Regions from separate parts of the Mus musculus genome. Here region 2 is linked to region 1. Evidence: chromatin contacts called from public HiChIP or PLAC-seq data. All regions are on one chromosome and are shown on one strand. Each heading gives the region's core, a stretch centred on a gene start, on an enhancer-like site or on the middle of the called end of the contact. The rest is flanking DNA. Distances are from core to core; before and after follow the strand shown. Region 1 has its middle 25 kb from the start of Gm33103. Region 2 has its middle 33 kb from the start of Slc18a1.

Region 1 (3,316 bases), core at 326-2,825:
TAAAGGCGTGCGCCACCACCGCCCGGCCTCTCTGTTTTCTTAAGGGGCTCTCTTTTCTCTCCACCAACTTTCCCTTTCATGAGCTCATCTGCTTTTACTCTGCATGCTCATATCTGTGCCAGCAGAAAAGTTGTCCTAGTTTCTGCATGAGGCTCTCTCCCTCTTCCTTAGGCTCCAAAACCCACAAGTGGTACAAGGACACTTAGAAGGGTGTGGTGGGCAGGGTTAGAGAGCTGAGATCATTGTCTTGTCTCCCGAGCTAAGATTTCCTCACCCACCCAGCTTCCCAGCTTCCCAAGTGTTTTTTGGGAAAATACTCTTTTCTCCTTTGCTTCTCTCCTCTTCAATTTTTTTTTAAATAATTGGAGTGTAACACATCCAACATGTGTAAGTTTTGAGTGAGTACTGATAAATTTGTTTTATATATATATATATATACTTTTCTGATAAAGAAAGCATACACTTGTAAGCCTTCAAAGACAACAGTCTCCTCACACTTCTTCCCGGTGACTCACCCACTCCTACAAACCTCTGCGTTCTGTCCCCATTAATTAATTGTGTTGACTTTCAAAGAAATATTGACTTTCATCCATTTCTCAACTAAGATTCCTTTTCAGTTAGAACTTCATGATATGTGGTACTCTTAAAGGGCCTCTCACTTCATCCTGCTGGATTTGGCATGATGGTACCATTGTGCAGATGAAAAACTGAGTCAGATGTAAAATGATCAGCTTGATTTCAGATAGTCACTTCTCGTACAACAAATAGCAGAGCCTTATTGAACTCAGACCAACTTGGCTCCCAAGTCTGAGCACCTTCTCTTTTAAGCCAGTTATCCTTGTTAATGCTGTCTGCTTTTGAGTAATGTTTGGTAGACATTGGTAGATTGTTTCTGGCACATTCCTTTAGGAGATAACCAAGATATATACAATGGACAGAAGCCTAGAGTCCAGACTTAATCTGGATGGTGTCTGCCATGGAAAAGCCTTTATGTGTCTTAGTAACAAACTTACTCTGGCTGTCCCGTGTTGCTGCAAGGAGCAGAGGAGGGAGTGTATGACTGGGCAAAACCAGAACAAAGGATTAGTCTCCTCTAAAGGATCTGATGGTCAAGTCTTTCATAATTCTCCAGCTGTAGAGAAGAAAGGAGACTCGGATAGGGAGAAGCTTGGAATCCTCGGGAGGGGAGGGTGTTGTCAGCAAGCAGTGGGAGAGGTAGGGAAAGGAATGTGCGAGAGGAACAAAGGTTGGCGGGGTGGGTAGATAAAGGCTCTTGAGCAATCTCCAGGAGTTGTCCTCAGAAGAATAGATGAAAAGGCAAGGGGGTGGGGAGGCTGGAGGTGCAGCTCAGCGCTGGAGTTCATCCATGTGCTAGAGAGGAAAAACTGGAAAAGCTGTCTGGGCAGGAGGTGTGGAGATGGCTAGTCTCTGTCCCCAGTAGTTAATCTTCCCTGGTTATTTGATGGGATGCTTAGGGAGAGGTTTTTAAGACAATTGCACTTCTCCCTTTGGTCAGATAAGTGAGTTCCAGAGTGAGCCTGTTCCTGTGCTCAGGAGAGAAAGCAGACAAGGTCAGAGGAACCTGCATTCTGAGCAACTTCTCAGGCCTGATAGTGGATCAAAGCACCATCCCAGGGTATCTTTGCCTGAGCCTCAACAACATGGAAATTTACAGGTGTGATTATATGTCTTCAGATTCTGGGGTTGGGTTGGGGGCGGGGGAGAGAAGGAGACAGATTGTATCTAAGAAATGGAATCTTTAAGGGAAGGGAACCTGTCCCAGCCAATGTGCGAGTGTGAAGTGTGGCCAGAGAAGGGTCAGAAGGATTCTGAAGGTGGAAGGGGCTGTGAGAACATGGGGGTCTCAGATAGCTGGGAAAAGCGCAGACACAGATTCTTCAGAACTCTGATCCTGCAGAAGAGTGCCTCCTGCCATCTCGTGGATTTTAGCCCAGCGACATTTATTTTGGATTTCTATTCTACAGAACAGTAAGAGTTTTGAAAAAGATGTATTGTTTTAAGCCACTGAGTTTGTAGGATTTGTTCTAGTAGCAATAGAAAAATAAATACAGACATATACACACATGCATGTATGTAAAGAGGATGAAAGCTTAAGAAAAATCAGAGAATTATATACTTTTATTTTTTGTTTTTAATTAATTAATTAATTAATTAATTAATTAATTAATTTTGGCATTTCCTTTTTATTTAAAATAGATTATCTTCTCACATAATGTGTCCTGATAAAAGTTTTCTCTCCTCCTCCTCCTCCTCTTCTTCTTCCTCCTCCTCTCCTCCTCTTCTTCCTCTTCTTCCTCCTCCTCAGCCCTTCCCACTTCCTTTCCCAGCTGGATCTATTCCATTTCTGTTGTTTATTAGAAAACAAAGGGACCTTTAAGGGATAGTAAAAAAATATAATAAGATAAAACCAAAGCTAACATTGGAATAGGACAAAACACAAAACAGAAGAAAAGAGCTCTTCACACACACAAAAAAAATTAAAAGCATAAGAAATAGATCCACTTGTTATTTGCATACTCAGAATCTCATAAAACCAGTAAACTGGCCAGATGTGGTGGCACACACTTTTAATCCCAGCACACAGGAGGCAGAGTAAAGCAGATCTCTGAGTTTGAAGCCAGCTAATCTATATGAGCTGCAGGACAGCCAGGGCTACACAGAAACACTGCCTCAAAAACCAAAAACAATAAGAAAAAAAAAACAAAAACAATAAACTGGAAACCTAGTATATATGCGAAGGACCTGGGTTGGGGAGACAAAATAAAATAAAAATAAAAAACAAGATAAAATTAAAAAAAAAAAAAGAAGAAGAAGAAGAGGAAAAGCCCTAATCAGGACATTACGAGACAAGAAGCCTCCAAAGATGCTTCTGAGTTGTTTTGTGTCGGCCGTCTACTGCTGGCCATGGGGCCTACCCTTAAGAGAGGTTTGTTTCCCCAGTGAGACTCCCTCCGAGGAAACAAATTTTATTTTTATTTGCAAAGTGGTTATCAATTAGAGACAGCTGCTGGGTTCCAGTGGGGCTTGTATCCACTTCTCTTCTCAGCTGGATGAAAGAGCTGGTACACGGTGGCTGTGGCTTTAGTCTCTGTGAGTTCATGTGTGAAGGTCCTGTTGATTTAGAGGGCCTTGTTTTCTTGGTGTCCTCCATCCTTTCTGGCTCTTACACTCTTTCTGCTTCCTACTCTGAGAGTTTACTGAGCCCCAAGGGGAGGATGTGATAGAGACAATCTCTTGGGGCTGAGCATTCCAAGGTTACTCACTCTCATACTGTCTGGCTATGGGTCTTTGTCCT
Region 2 (3,739 bases), core at 738-3,237, 94 kb before region 1:
GCAGAGGCTCCCTCTACCACCACACCTTACTGCACCTCCAATAAACATATTCCTTCCTTCTCTTTTTATACAATACAACAGTAGTAAGCTACAAGGCAGACTTGGAGGTCATTGACCCCTTTGCTTGTTCTTCTCAGTGTGACCACGGTGAGTAAACCTCCTTTCTCAGGGTTCAGTATTAGTAGTTTTCTTTTTACTTTGTGTGTTGGGAGGAGATGCCTAGTGTTACTTGTTGGGGCTGCCAGGGCTCAGGATTGTATTCAAAACTCTCTGGTAACAATACCAGCCATGCTGCCAACTAGCTGACAGAGGCAGGATTTAGGACTGCCTAAATTCGTGTTCCATCCCTGCAAGGAGAATCCCAGCATCTGTGAAGGCATCTTAGGAAGTTGGAAGCCCCGAGGGCCTGGAGTGGAGCTGGGATGTTAACATATCCTTGGGTCCCCAAAGCCGTCCATTTTGACCACTGCTGCTTTTGCTGTGCCACAGCACATGCCGAGGCACAAGGATCTACGTGGCAGAAGCTTCTAAAGAGGGTGTGTTTTCTGAAGTGGAGACCAAGCTGGCAGCAGGCTCTGTTCCTACAGGAGTCCCAGCCGTAAGGAAGAACTCAGTTCTGGCTGTATCTAATTCCTTTTGTGCTGATTGTCTTTCAATTTTCAAAGCTATCAAGAGGTTCCCAAATTAAATTGGTATTTGCTGAGGTGAGCTCCAAAAGTCTGTCCCCAGCGTTAGCTGTCTGGCTAAGAAGACACAAATACATGTAATTATAACACCCACTCTCCCACCCACTACTGCTCTGAGAAAGGGGAGAGGGAAGAAGTTTCAGGAGCAGAGTGGAGGAGGGGAGCTGGCTCCAGCGCCGGGCACCCCTCCATTTCATTATATGGCTTCAGGGCCCGGGTCAACCTTAATTACTGGAAGCTTCATTGTGTGTGTGGACCGGGTTGGGAGTGGGGAAGGGGAATGGGGAATGGGTAAAGGAGTTTTGTTACTCCAGCTAGCACCCTGGTTGAGTCATTTGACAGTGAGATACTAGAAACTGCCAAGAAATGGGTCTGTGGACACAGCCCTCAGCTCTCTGGGGGCAGGAAGACCAGGCAGTCTCACCCTTGTTTCCCCTTTAGCGAAATAAACAGGCTACTTAATTACTTTTCAGGGACCCATTTCTCCCCGGGCCACTGTATGTAACACAAACTAGGCTGCCCTGTCAATAGCTTGTTCTCTCAAGATTGTAGTTGCCAGGAATCCAAGATTAAGGCCTTGGTAGGGCCATACTCCCTCCTAAAGTTGCTGGGGCACGGGGCTGAGAGGATCTTTCCTCCTTCAGATCACAGGCTGTCTCTTGCCTTGGGGCTACAACGCTCCAAACTCTGCCCTGGCTTCAATTCATTTGGCCGTGGCCCCTTCATCTTAATCAATCACATCCAAAATGACCTTATTGTCTAACAAGGCCACATTTCGAACATGCTTAGGGATTAGGATATTAGCATATCTCGGGGGAGGGGCTCACGGAGACGAAACCCTAACAAGGGATGTTGAAAGGATCCAGACAGAGGCAGGTTTGTGGTAGCCACTTTTATTCATAGCACCTGAGGGGTAGACGCAGAAGGATCTCCATGGTTGCCAGGAAAGCCTTGGCAATGTAGTAAGACTTTTTTAAAAGAAAAAAGTGTGAGATAGATAGGTTCGCTGTGACTCTGTAAATGTCCAGATGGAAACAGACTGTAAAGAGAAGAGCTGCTAGACAGGGGAGGGTCCCTGAGGATGTCTAGCCAGTGGGCATTAACTTCTAGGGGTTGTTTAAACCCTCCCTCTGTTAGGAAGGGGGTGGGTAACTCACTCAAAGCAACTTGATTTCCCCCAGCACAAGACTGGGTCCCCAGAGTGAGGCACTGGGGCCAGACCCCTTTGAAGTGCAAATGCAGGTCCCTAGCGCAGCCCGACCCCGGAATAATCAGTGCCTCGCATCTGCTGCCCCGCTAGGTCTTTGCCGGAAGTGCGCCCTGCCAGCTGCTCTGTTCTCCGAGAGCCCCACTGGCTAAAGTCAGGTGTTTGTAAGGATCGCAGAGCCGGGTAATCAGCACTTAGCAGGGAGAGGGAATTAGAAAACAGTGTGTTGGTGTGCTCTGCGGCAGCTGCGGGCCCATTTTTGCATCTGCTTACAAACCTGCTGTCCGGGCGGCGACCCCTGCTGCTTTGCTTGGGCTTTGGGAGGGAGCATGGCCCTTTGTTTAATCGTAGCCTTCTGACTAGAGCCCTGGGGCATCTGGGCAGGTCTCAGAAAGGGGTGCGGGATGGGGGTGGGGGAGCAGATGAGTTTAGATCCGAGAGTAACTTGGTGATGAGGAAGTGCAGGCTTAGCTCACTGCGTCTTCGCGGTCCAAGCTGGCTGCTCTAGCTCATCTTCAGTCCAACCTCAAACCCCAGAGGTATTATTATCGTCATCATCATATTTTTTATTTGTTTCTTTTTAAACGAGACGCCCAAACCAGCACCCCAGACTGAAGGGGTCTGCTCCAAAAGCCAGAGCTTGCGAAGTCGATTGAGCAGAGATGACTGCAGTGTATATCTCTGATTCTGGGGCTTGAGTCCAGTTATCCATTTTTCCTTCTATAAAATATTAGTTGTCTGCTATCCTCTGAAAGGTTTGCCCTTTCAGAAAACACTTAGTATAGAGCACACGCACGCACACACACACACACACACACAAGCACAAGAGTATAATGCCAGTAACTGGGGTAAGTTACTTTGTCAGGAGCCATCTAGTACAGGCTAAGGCTAGCAGGTGGCCTTCCTGGAGGTGGCTCACCGTTTTTTGTTTCTTTTTGTTGTTATTGTTGTTGGCATGATCTTCGATGGGTGAGCTTGATGGCAAGGTCCCAAAGAGACTTCATCTCAGGATTGCTTCTTGTAGTTGATATGCCTTTCTTGTCGTTATTAAATTAATATAATAACCCCTGGGCATTAGCCCACCCTATTGGTCAGATTTCCTACAGATTAACATAAAGATAAACTTTCATGAATTAATGCTATTTTGATGAATTATTGATTCTATAGAATTTCAGATTTGATTCCAATAATTTTAAGAAAAAAGTTTTTTTTTTTTTTTTTTTGGTTTTGTTTTGGTTTTTTGGGTTTTTCGAGACAGGGTTTCTCTGTGTAGCCCTGGCTATTTTGGAACTCACTCTGTAGACCAGGTTGGCCTCGAACTCAGAAATCTGCCTGCCTCTGCCTCCCAAGTGCTGGGATTAAAGGCTTGCACAACTACTGCCTAGCTAAGAAGAAAGTTTTAAGAGCTGGTTTTAGTTGCTTTGCTAGAAAGATGTAATACTGTTAGAATCAAGATTAGAATGTTCCCACTCCTCATAATAGTAAGTAAAGGCTGCATAAATATAATGAGCTTTCATAATTACACTAAAAAGAGAAATAGGCTTGGGACAAATTTGTGTTCAAGGAAAAACATTTAGGTTCAAAGACAAAGTCACAGGTGTGCACTATGATAAGGCAAGGCCATGTAAAAACTGTTGCTTTGAACTTATAACAAGCTTGCAAATGGAAACACTGCCTTGAACTTAATAGCAACATCCTTCTGTAACTCCCATTTTATGTAACATTTTATCTCTGAGGTAATTTTCTAAAGAACTTTTTGTCTAAGAAGATATAAAAAGGCCAGAGAAAAGAAATAGTTGTTGGTGGGATGGTTTGGCTTGGGGGGCTTTGCCGCGTCCGTCTGTCC

Evidence for each region. HiChIP or PLAC-seq counts read pairs in DNA pulled down with a chosen protein or histone mark.
Region 2: a contact with region 1 is called in an H3K27ac HiChIP or PLAC-seq map of embryonic stem cells, with 11 read pairs. The contact joins two enhancer-like sites. A contact is called at or near these places in 5 of 39 promoter capture datasets (the 3T3-L1 cell line, embryonic stem cells, liver and 1 more) and 2 of 115 datasets of contacts at active chromatin or transcription factors (embryonic stem cells and extraembryonic endoderm stem cells).

What each region holds. Positions count from the first base shown.
Region 1 is chr8:69,025,865-69,029,180 of GRCm38.p6, reverse strand. No RefSeq gene overlaps it. Among named protein-coding and RNA genes, the nearest start is that of Gm33103, 25 kb to the right of the region's middle. Within about 2 kb of position 1,575, at least 43 of the 459 cell types and tissues checked have an H3K27ac peak or open chromatin away from gene starts, as enhancers often do. A contact at or near this core is called in embryonic stem cells and stem cell-derived epiblast-like cells, where this site is marked.
Region 2 is chr8:69,120,044-69,123,782 of GRCm38.p6, reverse strand. No RefSeq gene overlaps it. Among named protein-coding and RNA genes, the nearest start is that of Slc18a1, 33 kb to the right of the region's middle. Within about 2 kb of position 1,987, at least 174 of the 459 cell types and tissues checked have an H3K27ac peak or open chromatin away from gene starts, as enhancers often do. A contact at or near this core is called in embryonic stem cells and stem cell-derived epiblast-like cells, where this site is marked.